2 separate regions of the Ovis aries genome follow, and region 1 is linked to region 2. Evidence: chromatin contacts called from public Hi-C data. All regions are on one chromosome and are shown on one strand. The core of a region is the stretch at or near the end of the contact, and the rest is flanking DNA. Distances in the headings are between cores, read along the strand shown. Region 1 overlaps SMURF1 (SMAD specific E3 ubiquitin protein ligase 1). Region 2 holds the start of SMURF1 (SMAD specific E3 ubiquitin protein ligase 1).

The links. Hi-C and Micro-C count contacts between places; a contact is called where the count stands out from the background.
Region 1: a contact with region 2 is called in a Hi-C map of hypothalamus, with 2.5 times the contacts expected there. The contact joins the enhancer-like site here to the promoter of SMURF1 in region 2. A contact is called at or near these places in 5 of 16 Hi-C or Micro-C datasets (blood, hypothalamus, liver and 1 more).

Annotation. Positions count from the first base shown.
Region 1 is chr24:37,655,829-37,659,452 of ARS-UI_Ramb_v3.0, reverse strand. All of the region lies in intron 1 of SMURF1 (SMAD specific E3 ubiquitin protein ligase 1), which reads right to left. Among named protein-coding and RNA genes, the nearest start is that of SMURF1, 54 kb to the right of the region's middle. Within about 2 kb of position 1,377, at least 9 of the 54 cell types and tissues checked have an H3K27ac peak or open chromatin away from gene starts, as enhancers often do. A contact at or near this core is called in hypothalamus, where this site is marked.
Region 2 is chr24:37,602,820-37,606,477 of ARS-UI_Ramb_v3.0, reverse strand. It overlaps SMURF1 (SMAD specific E3 ubiquitin protein ligase 1), which reads right to left and starts at 2,392. Exons shown (of 18, transcript XM_027961801.3): 1 at 2,077-2,392. The coding sequence starts at 2,131.

The DNA.
Region 1 (3,624 bases), core at 128-2,627, 54 kb before region 2:
CATAGCAATTTTTACCACTGGGCCTTTCTTCCTGTTGCATGCTGGCCTCTTTCTGTGATAGTTAAGCAGGCGGTTTCTTTTTTTTTTTTTTGAGCTAGAGCGTGAGTCCAACAACCGTGCATGATTTACAATAGCCAAGAAATGGAAGCAACCTAAATGTCCACAACAGATAAATGGATAACGATGTGGTGTGTTTGCGTATACATGTATATTACATATACATACGTATATTGTGTGTGTGTGTGTTAGTCGCTCAGTCGTGTCTGACTCTTTGCTACCCCATGGACTGGAGCCCACAAGGCTCCTCTGTGCACAGGATTCTCCAGGTAAGAATACTGGAGTGGGTTGCCATGCCCTTCCCCAGGGGATCTTCCCAACCTAGGGATCAAACCCAGGTCTCCCGCATTGCGGACGGATTCTTTACTGTCTGAGCCACCAGGGAAGCCCTTTGTATACTATATATACACCTATATACACACACACACACACATACATATAGGCACAGTGGAATAGTACTCAGCCATAAAAATAAAATGAGGCCATCTGCAGCAACCTGGATAATGAATCTAGAGATTAACATACTAAGTGAAGTCAGACAAATGTCATATGATGTCACTTACATGTGAAATCTTAAAAAGGGATACAAACAGACTTACTTATAAAACAGAAACAGACTCACAGACATAGAAAACAAACCTATGGTTACCAAAAGGGAATTGGGGAGAGGGATTAATTTGGGATTAACAGCTAAACAGTACTACATATATGGAGAACTATATAGTCAATATCTGGTAATAACCTATAATGTAAAAGAATCTGAATCACTCTGCTATATACCTGAAACACTGTAAATCAACTATACTTCAATAAAAAAATTTCTTTAACCCATAGAGCAGGTATTCAGTCAGTATCTGTTGAGAGCTCTACTTGTCTCCTGCTCAACTCTGTCCCAAGCACTTCACCTCTGCAACCTCCAGGAACCCCTCCACAAACCCCAGGAAGAACCCAAGGGTCTGAGGACAAAGTCAGCCAAGGTTGCACATGTGGAAACACCATTCAGTCACTGCGGTTCTACTCATTCTTTCAGTCACAGCTCAAATCTTAACTTTTTCCCTGTTAGGCCAACAGCGATTTCTCCTTTCTCTGAACTTCTAAAGGACTTCCTGCCTTTGACATGTACCGCCCTGAATCGTATTGTCAAAGCAGACTTTATTTTTTAGTGCAGTTTCAGGTTCACAGCATGATCAAGTGGGAAGAAGGGCGATCTCCCTTATGCTCCCCGACCACGTGCACAGCCGCCCCAGCCCCCAGCAGCCCCCAGCAGCCCTCAGCAGCGTGCCATCTTTGTGGCAGTCAGTGAAGCCAGGCTGGTGCAGCTGCGCCCCAAGGCCACAGCTGACCGGACGGTGCGCTGCGAGTGCTGCGCAGCCTGCAGAGACAGATCCACACACACAGGATCACACAGAAGAGTCTCACCGCCCCGAAGGTTGTTTTGCTTATTCATCCTTTCCTCCAAATTCCTGGCAATCACTGATCTTTTAAACAACCTCCATAGTTTCGTCTTTTTCAGAATATCATATGGTTGGAATTACACAGTATGTAGCCTATTCAGATTGAGTTCCTTCACTTAGTAATATGCAGTTAAAGCTCCTCCTTGTCTTTTCATGACCTGGCAATTCATTTCCTTTCATTTTTTTAAATTAACTTATTTATTTTCATTGGAGGCTAATTACTTTATAATATTGTAGTGGTTTTCATTTCCTTTTAGTACTGAAGAATATTCCACTGTCTGGATGGACTAGAGTTGCTTTCTCAAGTTTTGGCAATTATGAATAAAACTTCAATAAACATCTACCAACAAAAGAATTAATCAACACATCAATCTAACGAAGAAATGGACAATTTTGAGCCAACCTGAGGATTATAACCCCAGGAGACAGTCTTTCAGAAAGCTATAAGGACCGTTCCACCTTTTAGAGGTCAAGGCACAGTAATGCAAGTTTTGGGCAGTAACATATTGATAGTGTCCTTGTCCCACAAAGCCAGTAGTGGGTTCCTGTGGCCCCTTGCAGGGTTGGGGAAGGAATGTTATCTCCTAAGGAGTTACCTTGCTGGCGCCAGAGGGAAATTGCCTTTTATTCTGGCAAGGAGGCATTCCTGTATCTTCTAGGGGGATCTAGTTAATATGTAATGCAAATACACCATGCTCACTAAAGGTGAGAGGGAAAGGGGCTCAAACAGGCAAAGAGAATTTCATGTTTAAAAATTTTATTGTCCTGTCTCGAAAATAATTTTATTTCATATCCATGTGTAGGTTTTTCTTGTGGACTAAGTTTTCATCCCCTTTGGTTAAATACCAAAGAGCACAACGCCTGGATTATGCAGCAAGGATATGTTTAGTGTTGAAAAAAACTGCCATACTCCAATGGGTCTGTACCATTTCGCACTCCTACCAGCAGTGAACGAGAGTTCCTATTTCTCTGCATTCTCACCAGCATTTGATGGTGTCAGTATTTTGGACTTTGGCCCTTCTAATAGGTGTGCAGCAGTATCTCATCGTTGTTTTAATTTGCATTGCCCTGATGACGTATGGTGTGGAGCATCGTTTCATATACTTTTGGCCATCTGTATATCTTCTCTGGTGAGATGTCTGTTCAGGTCGTCTGCCTATTTTTTAATTGAGTGGGTGGGCTGTTTTCTTACTGTTGAGTTTTAAGCATCCTATGTACACCTGGAACTACTATTATAAGTAACTATACCTCGATTTATTTTTAAGTTATTATTTTGGATTAACAGTCCTTTATCAGATATATCCTTTGTAAATATTTTATCCCTGGCTGTGGCCTCTGCATTAATTTTTTTCACATTTTTATGTACAAAATTGAGCTTCAATGTATCAAAGGTATTTTGAGTAGCCATACTGCTTTCCCTGGGAAGTAGTAGCACCTAATGTTTACAGTAACTTTGATGAAAATTCACGTCATCCATATAGAAGACAATATGTGGCCTCTCTGTCTACTGGCAGCTGTCATCCAGATGGGTGATGCGAGCACACGGGAGCCACGGAGGATGACACGGCTTCCTGGGGCACAGCAGCTCCTAAGCCTCTGTAACCCCAACCTCTCCCTGGAAAGCACACAATGTGGGTACGAGCATAGCCCAGGCTATGGATTTACCGGATTCGTGTCTGATGTGGTGGATCCAAGTGCCCAGTAAGTGTGAAACTCACGACAAATCTAGCCATCACGGTGCCAACCACCTGCAGGACGCACAGAGCTGGAACCAGGTGCCATCAGCACCTTGCTTGTTGTTTAGTCACTACATCAGGTCCAACTCTTTGCAGCCCTCTGCACTGCAGAACACCAGACCAGGACCGTAACCACGAGCATCAGGGAGACACATAGAAACTGCAAAGAACGGGAGACCCAGCCCGCCAGGCTCCTCTGTCCATGGAATTTCCCAGGCAAGCATACTAGAGTGGGTTGCCACTGCCTTCTCCAGAGGATCTTTCCGACCCAGGGATCAAACCCACATCTCCTACATTGGCAAGCAGATTCTTTACCACTGAGTCAGCAGGGAAACCCATTAGCACCCTCAGAGTCCTGAATTCTTAATAGGCTGGTT
Region 2 (3,658 bases), core at 1,143-3,642:
TTACATAACCATAAAACAATGTATACACTGCATCTACACAGAGTTTCATACCAGCCCTGGAATAAAGAACTATATTTCTCCAGAAACAAAAATCCCTGGGACATATTTGCTATTGACAAAACCAGGGTCTGGATTTGGGTCCAAATCATTGTGATCTGATTGTGTTATCTAATCATAACCTGATCTGACATCGTTCTACAAAAAAAACTATCTCCCTTTCCTTGAAACAAAAAATGGATCATGCAACAACTAAGAACTCTCAGAAGAAATTTTAGTTTGAAAAAAAATCACTCTCTGTTGTTTTCAGGGATTTCACCAATAATTGAGGGCCATCCCAAATGCTCATTCTCTTTTTTAAAGAATCTGACCAGACCGACTCTGAAGTCATCATCAGACCAGTCACTGAACAGAAAAATCCAGGGGAAAACCCCTAACAGGGATTAGCCTGAACTTTATATTTCCTTTCCAGAGCTGGAAATATTTGCGTTTGGAAAGTCCCCCAGCAGAACCGTATTTGCAACACTACAATCCAGCCTCAGGTGTGAATTTAAACCGGGAGACGGGGCAGTAGTAGTGGGGAGAGCGACGAAAAGACAGAAGCGGGTGCACACTGGTCCAGGATCTCTGGAGCCCGCCAGCCAGGGGCACGGCCGGCAGACACGTCTGGCACACACCAGAACCACCACGTCGCAGGCCGAGAACAGAGCTTCGCGCTCACCCTTGAAGGTGGCACTACAGAGCCACCTAGGAGACACGGGCATTTCATTGAAGACTCAATGAGAGTGAATCAAGAAAGCCTGCGCTAATGCAGCTGCCAAAGCCTCCAGAGTGTGCGTGTGTGCGCGCGTGCGTGCGAGTGTTGCGGGGGCGGGGAGGGGGGTGAGGTGGGTGGGACAGGGGTGACGGTAACGCAAAGAACTGAAGCAGCAGAGTCAAGAGAAGATAGTGGCCTGGCCTGAGAGAGGAAGTGGCCCAGACTGAAGAGGTCTGGACCAGAGGGGAAGTGAGGGGACCGGGACCGGCAGAAGCTACGAGACTGGATGGAGGAATTAGAGGCTGAAGGAAAGGGTGGAGGCCGCCAGACAGAGGCAAGGGGGCGGGGCTGGGAGATAAGCGAGGGCGGGACAAGGTAGAAAACGGGGGGCGGGATGCGGGGGGAAACCAGTGAGGGGGCGGGGCTCAAGAGAAAGGGGCGGGGCGCGGAGGGGAGAAGCAAGGGGGCAAGTGGGGGGCGGGGGGAGAGAGGAAGAGCACGGATGGGGGAAGGGGGAGACATAGGTGGCGGGGGGGGTACCAGGAGCGAGAAGCCAGGGGGCAGGTGGGGGCGGGGGAAGACAGGGAAACGCCAGAGGATGGGAAAAGCTGGCGAGAAGAGAGGGGCGGGACCGAGAAGGAAAAAGAGAGGGGGCAGGTGAGGGGGGAGGGAAGAAATCGAGGGGGACGAAGGGGGTGAGGGGCGGGGCAGGAGGGGAGAAGCGAGGGGCAAGGGGGCGAGAGGAGCGAGGAGGCTGGCGGGGGACGGAAGAGGTCCAGGAGGGGAGAAGTGAGGGGGAGTGGGGAGGATGAGGGGAGATCGGAAGGGGTCCAGGAGGGTAAAGTGAGGGGCAAGGGGGGAGGAGCACGGAGGGAGGAGAGAAACGGAGGGGCAAGGAGGAGAGGGGAGCGTGGAGGATGAAATGGGGGGGACGGAGGGGGTCCAGGAGGGGAGACGCGAGGGGGCGGGGCCGGGAGGGGCGAGCGAGAGGCCCAAGTAGGGGGACGAGGAGGGGAGAAGGATGGAGGGAGTGAGACCGAGGGAGGCCAGGAGGGGAGACGCGAGGGGACAGGTCGTGGGGGGAAGCAGGGAAGCCGGGGGGCGGGTGGGGGCGAGAAGCGAGGGGGCGGGGCCGGAGGCGGGGGCGGGGCCGGGAGGGAGTCGTGAGGGGCGCCCGCCGAGGGGGGCGAGCCGGTCCCGGGACGGCGGCCGGCAAGGGGGAGGGCCGCCTCCCCGGGGCGCCCTGCGGGAAATTCCGGGGCTGCTGGAGGGGCCGTGCGGGCTGCGAGCGGGCGCCGGCGGGGGCCTCCTGCCGGCCGTACCTGTCAGACGGATCTTGATGCTGGAGCCGTTCCTCCGCGTCCCGGGGTTCGACATCTCCCGCCAACGATCGGGCAGCCGCGGATCCAGCGCCGCCGCCGCCCCCCGGCCCGGCCCGGCCCGGCCCCGCCGCCGCCGCCGCCTCAAGGTTACGGCTCCGGGCTGGGCGCCGGGGTCCGAGCCGGGACACAAACTCCGCGGCCCAGGCGTCCGGACGGCCGGCAGATGGTCGAGCCGGGGGATCGGCGCTCGACCCGGCGCCCCCGACCCTCGCTCACTCCCAGCCGAGCCCAGTCCGGAGCCGCCGCCGCTACCGCCGCCGCCACCACCTCAGAGCCGGACGCCCGCCGCCCTCGCCGCTTCCGCCGCCGCCGCCTCCCGGAGCCGCGCGCGCGCCCGCCGCCGTGCCGGCCCGGCCCTGCGCGCGCCCGCGCCGTGCGGCCCCGCGCCTGCGTGCGTGCGCGCGCCCGCGGGGACGGCGGGGCGGGGCTCGGAGCACGCCCGCGTCGCCGGCCCAGCCCCCGGGCGCACAGGGTCCCAAAGCCGGTGGTTGGGGCGTCCCGCACCGGGGCGGAGGAGGGGGATCGGAGGCCCTGGGGACCCGGCGCGACGTGCAGAGCCTCGGCGGCCGGGAGCGAGCGCCGGGCACGCCCCAGGGCGGGCGGGACGGCGAGGCCCGCGTGCGGGCTTTCTCGTTCTCCGCCACATTCTCCCACGGAGCCGGTTTGCATGCGGACGTTGAGGTTCAGAGAACGGCATCGATTTTCCAGGCCTCTCACTTAAGGCTCTGAGCTCGTGAGAGCTGTTGAAAGCGGGCTTACAGCAAACCGAGGTCTGTGACTACACCAACGACTTTGCACGAATAGGCGTGCAATTCCAGTTTGTTTATTTACTTTGAGTAAAGAGTGTCTTAAAAAATGCAATTCAAGGGAGGGACTTCTCAAAGAGACAAAGTCCCCTAGGTGTGTTCTGGGCAACTAGTGCTGTCTCTTGACCCGTAACAAAGTTGCCAGAATCGCAGGAAGTGCCATATATGGGCAAGGTAAATAAGATGCGAGAGGCGGATAAAGAGGTAGATGTTTTCACCATCCAGTCAACAGACACTTGAGCCAAACAGAAAGGTAGCTTTAAGGCCTGCGTTTCCCTGCCTTCTGCTAACACTTCTGCCAGAGTTTCAGGGTGGAACTAAAGCTCATTATGCTTTCTTCAGCAAACAAACCCCTCGTTAACCTGTTATAAAGAGGAAAAACGTTGATAGGGAAAGCTGGGTTTGTTTATCAGACTTGTCTTTGACCAACTACCTGGTTCTCTGGATGCCTTCTTTGGTTTGTGTCTTAAGGAAACCAGGCTCTGATCCCTTGCAGCCATCCCCTGCAGCCGGGGACCTTCCTTGTGGTCACAGTCTTCAGAATAGAGCCCTCTTCCTAGAGCCCCTTGACATGCCCACCTGCCCTTGCTGAGCTCAAGACTCGTGAGTTGGATTCAAGGCTGCCTCTCCCAGCCTCCATCGGTGACTTAAAAGGACAGACCTAGATCATTTCTGTGGCCCCTTGCAGCTCAGACTTTGAATGAGTCTAGTGAAAT